Linked DNA regions of Sus scrofa: region 2 is linked to region 1. Evidence: chromatin contacts called from public HiChIP or PLAC-seq data. All regions are on one chromosome and are shown on one strand. Each heading gives the region's core, a stretch centred on a gene start, on an enhancer-like site or on the middle of the called end of the contact. The rest is flanking DNA. Distances are from core to core; before and after follow the strand shown.

What was found. HiChIP or PLAC-seq counts read pairs in DNA pulled down with a chosen protein or histone mark.
Region 2: an H3K27ac HiChIP or PLAC-seq map of alveolar macrophages shows a contact between it and region 1. The contact joins two enhancer-like sites. A contact is called at or near these places in 16 of 47 Hi-C or Micro-C datasets (alveolar macrophages, blood, embryonic fibroblasts and 8 more) and 1 of 2 datasets of contacts at active chromatin or transcription factors (alveolar macrophages).

What each region holds. Positions count from the first base shown.
Region 1 is chr6:34,050,910-34,053,424 of Sscrofa11.1, forward strand. No RefSeq gene overlaps it. Among named protein-coding and RNA genes, the nearest start is that of CYLD, 70 kb to the right of the region's middle. Within about 2 kb of position 1,257, at least 20 of the 83 cell types and tissues checked have an H3K27ac peak or open chromatin away from gene starts, as enhancers often do. A contact at or near this core is called in alveolar macrophages, where this site is marked.
Region 2 is chr6:34,190,792-34,193,306 of Sscrofa11.1, forward strand. No RefSeq gene overlaps it. Among named protein-coding and RNA genes, the nearest start is that of SNX20, 15 kb to the left of the region's middle. Within about 2 kb of position 1,255, at least 24 of the 83 cell types and tissues checked have an H3K27ac peak or open chromatin away from gene starts, as enhancers often do. A contact at or near this core is called in alveolar macrophages, where this site is marked.

The DNA of each region.
Region 1 (2,515 bases), core at 7-2,506:
GCACCTGTGCCAGGCGCTGCTCCTGGGCTTAGGGTCCGTGGTCACTTACCCCACACCACTAAAGGGAGTGAAGGGGGCAGCTATGGCTTGGTAAATGATTCCTTTTCCCACTTGCACAAAACGGAGTTTTTGCAAGCCTTAACCCACATGCAAATGCTTTCTGCCTTTTGCTGACAAAGTCTTTTCCGCAGTGGCAGGGTCTAGGGTCATGGTTCTTAAACACATACGAGTGTGTACAGGAGTCACTGGGTGGGGGGGGGAGGTGTTCAAAGTGCAGAATCCAGGGCCCCGAGCTCAGAGCGTGATGCTGTGGTTTTGTGTGGGGCCGCTGAGCCTTAATTCTTAAGGACCTCGATGACTCAAATGCAGCTTGTCTGCAGATCACGCTTTAGGAAACTCTGATGAGAATGTGGTCGATTTTTGCAGTGAGACCCCAACAACATTCGCTAAAGTTAGTCCAGTAGATACTAGGCGCACACTGGCAGTCTTTTCCCACACCCCATTTCCCCAGAGGAGGATGTTTCTAATGAAGGGAGAAATGTGCACCGATTGAGGGGCTTGACATCAGGATCCCATTATTTACCTACTTTCTTCCCATAAAGCTAAGGATTTGTATGTACTTCATTTCTCTGCAGAGTCCCGAGAAAAGCCCTCATACCGGATCTTACAGCCTTCGCCCAGCAGATGGCACTCACTCATTTTTAAATGCCATTTATAAAAAAGAGGCCGAAAGCTCAAGATAGATGGAGAGACAGAGAGGGGGCAAGACAGAAACAGAGAGAGGACAGTCACCAGCAGAAACGTCCAACAACAATCAGCTGTCCTGAAGTGACACAGAGGAAGCTTAAAACCCTCCTGGATGGAATTGGTAATCTGGTGTGCGGCTTTGACCAATCGCCACCGTTCTATTCAGAAATCACCTGCTGCTTTCCAAACCTGGGCTCTGGCTGCAGAGCTATCTGGGTGCTCAGATCTAGGACACGGTCATAACCTATTATGGCCACAAGATGGCAGTGCCGCGCCAGGAGGACAAGGCACAGGAACATTCAAATCTTAAAAAGCCATCTAAAGACTTGAGAATGTGTCCTGAAAATACGATCCTGGTGGGAGAAGAGAGGGGGAAAGAGACGTGTGGGTTAGATTTGTACTTTGTCTCTTAAGTGCACGATTCTGCTGCTACCACTACAGCTGCTGCTCCTAGTGGCTGCCCTTTACGGCGGGGTTACTGGGTACCAGGCTGTGAGAAGCACTTGACACGCATGCGTGGTTTCACTTCCCTGTCATAAAGCCTTCGGAGGGACGTTCCGCGATGTCTCCACTTCTGAGAGGAAGCATTATGTGGGGAAGCAGAGGCTGGGACCTCGTGTCTTTTCTCAGAAGACGTGGGGACAGAGATCCAATTCTGGCCACATCCACAATAGTGAATGGGGAGGATTCTTATGCGCAAAAGGCTGGGGTTCCTTCTTTGCGCAAAGAGTTGAGCACCTACTTGGGCCAGGCTTTATTCAAGGGGCTAAGGAAAGAGCCCTGAAGAACTAGTGAAGAGTCCCTGCTTCTCGTAGCGTCGGCAATAAACCACTAGGGCCCTGGGAGATGCCCTGGAGAAGGTAAAGGGCCAAAAAGTGCCCGGGGGCGCATTTAACGCCGTGGTGAGCTGAAGCAAATGCCGCCAGCTCCCAGCAGCAACCGTTCCATTTTCAGGAATGTTATGAGTCATTATGGAAGTTTAATCATATAAGCTTATGGATAAGCAATGAGACCCCACTGTACAGCACAGGAAACTCTAGCCAGTCTCTTGGGAGAGACCATGATGAAAGATCATATAAGAAAGGGAATGTATATAAATTCCCGCTGGTCAGATTCGTTTCCGCTGAGCCACCGCGGGAACTCCCGGGAAATGCGATATACCCTTGTGCCAATCCTACCTGCCTCTCTTCCTGGTGCCACCTTCAGGGGTGTCACACTGGCAGCTTGCCATCGGCCATGGAGAGCGTATTTACCTCTCAAAACTGGCAAATGCTACAGACAGATCAGGGCTTCCCCCCACCCCGCATCCCCCTGCCCAGAGAGTTTGCTATTTAACATTGACCAGCACGCCACTGGCTAATGTGGTCTGAGAGGGCCTCTCAGGGGAGGTGACCTCTGCCCGGGAATCTGAAATGCATTTAGTCCTTCTATCCTGCTGCCGCCTAGCCCGTGCCAGCCATCAGGGGTAACGCACAGGCGACAGCATGGAAATAGACTGCACAACAGAGTCTGAAGTTCAAAGATGGCCAGAAAGGGTAAAACACACACTTGTTTCAAATACGTAGATTCCAAAACCATAACCCCACCAGGGCACACCTCACAGAGCAGGCTTGCCTGTCCTCAGCCGTTTAGGATGCACAGGTAAGAAGCTACACGTCGTGGCCCAAGACCTGATCTCATGAATCCTGCAACCTGGTGAGACCCTGCTTGCCATCAAATGGAACGTGCAAGATTTGACCTTGGAGGTCACATTCAAGCTTCTCACAAA
Region 2 (2,515 bases), core at 5-2,504, 140 kb after region 1:
AAAAAGAAAAAAAAAAAAAAACAAATAACAGAGAGAGAGAGAGAGACTGAGATGGGAGTTCCCTGGTGGGTCAGTAGGTTAAGGATTGGACACTACCACTGCTGTGGCTCTGGTTAAGCTGTGGTGCGGGTTCAATCACTGGCCCATGAGCTACTATATGCCTCAGGTATGGTTAAAGAAAGAAAGAAAGAAAGAGAGGAGTTCCTGTCATGGCTCAGTGGAAACAAATCTGACTAGTATCCATGAGGACATGGGTTCAATCCCTGGCCTTGCTCGGTGATCTGGCATTGCTGTGAGCTGTGGTGTAGGTCACAAACACAGCTTGGATCTGGCATTGCTGTGGCTGCGGTGTAGGAAGGCAGCTGTAGCTCCAATTAGACCCCTAGCCTGGGAACCTCCATATGCCGAAACTGCGGCCCTGAAAAAAAAACAGAGACAGACAGACAGACAGAGACAAGCCTTAGAGACCCATGATCATCACACCAAGACTTCTCACCGATTTACTCAGAAAGAAAGGCAAATACTGCAAAGGGAAATCAGCCTCTGACCACATGGCCTGGATCACCCGTCTGAGATGTGCATCATCCCAGACCAGCTGGAGTCTCGCTCCCTCTCTTTAGCCCCCTGGCCCTGGCCCCGTCCCCGCACCCCGGATCAGCCCTGCTTGCTGCCCAGCTCCTCAGCTGTGGGTCTGGTTTCAGCTTTGGTTGGCATCCTCGGCTTTCCACCCCCAGTTGGGAGGTGGTACCCAGGCTCCAGCTCTGGGCTTTGCACCCTGATAGCAGGTAAGACCCTCAAGTGAGGGAAAGTTCTGGTTTCATCAGAGCCAGAACCTGTCCTCTAGTTGGTGTCACTGGGTCCCCCGTTAAGAGCAAGAAAATACCCTCCCTGGAAGAAGATCTGGGCGAGCCCCACCCACCTGGTCAGCACTGGGGCTGCTCACCAGCCTTACCCATCTGTCTGTGTATGACTCATCTCTGAACAAACAGCAGTGGATGACACTTCTACGCTATGGCAGACCCTGCATAGAGCTCGGGGCACAGTGGTAAACAGGACAGATCGGGCCCCTGCCCTCATGAAGCTGCTACGTGAGAAGGGAACCACTCACAGAGCACACTGAAGCAGGAACAGAAGGGTCTCCCTCAGCCGCATGGTCAGGGAGGGCTTCTTGGAAGAGGTGTTTAATGGAGTCACAGGAGAGGCTGAGGAGGCGGCCAGGGCAGCGTGGGGAGGGGAGAATTTTTAAGCAGAAGGAAAGCGGAAGCACAGCCCTGAGGCAGGAACTTCCTCTGTCCCCGGGGAGCCTCGACCCAGGCCTGGGCCCAGAGAAGGGGGCAGGCAGGCCCCAGGCATCCCTTCTGAGGTGTGCCACCTGGCTGTGCCCGCTGAGAGGAAGTGCTCCAGGTGCCAACAGAAAGACGCCTGGTGAGCCCATCTGTGCCGTGGCTCGTCTCCAGGAACTGACTCTTTGCAAGGTGAATAAGCTGGGAGCTCGTGTTTAGGGCACACAGACCCTTTGGGTTTACAAGTGACAGAAAGTCAGGGTAAGCTGACAAGGAGGAATTTATTTCCTGAAAAGTCCAGGAATAGATGGCTCCAAGCCAGGTTGGAACCACAGCCTCAGACCATCCACACCCAGTGTCCTACTCACTTTCGCTTTCTCTCTTGGTTTTACTTTCCTGGGCTTTGCCTTCTCTCTCGACAAGCTCTCCTCCTGGTGACAAGATGGCTGAAGCTGTGCCAGGCTCACCTGCCCCTTCTCGGATCCCCAGGTGAAGCCGCACGGCTCCTGTGACGCCCTGGTCTGTAGGATGTGTGCAAAACACCTGCCCACCTGTCCTTTCCTGAGGCGCCCAGTGCTGACCACAATGAACTTGCCCAACCTTCACCAGAAATCCGTCTTTATGTACTGTTTTGTAATCTGCTTTTTTATTTTTTTGGCCACACCTGTGGCATATGGAAATTCCCAGGCCGGGGATCGAATCCACGCCACAGCAGCAACCCCAAGCTGCTCCAGTGACAACACTGGGTCCTTAATCCACTGTGCCACAAGAGAACTCCTTGTTTTGTTTGTTTTTTCTTTGTAGGGCCACACTGGCAGCATATGGAAGTTCCTGGGTTAGGGGTTGAATGGGAGCTGCAGCTGCAGCCCATGCCACAGCCACAAAAATGCTGCCGCACCTGTTACCTATGCCCAGCTTGTGGAATGCTGGATCTTTAACCCACTGAGCAAGGCCGGGGATCCAACCCGCATCCTTATGGCGCCTACACTGTGTCCTTAACCCGATGAGCCATGATAGAACTCTGTGATTTTTACATTTTTAAATAGACTTTTAAATTTTCAAAAATTATTTATTTTGGCCACACCCATGGCATGCAGAAGTTCCCAGGCCAGGGATCAAACCTGCGCCACAGCGGTGACCCGAGCCCACAGCAGTGACAACATCCAATCCTTAACCACTAGGCCGCCAGGGAACTCCTAAATACACTTTTCAAAAAAAAAAAATTGTTGTTG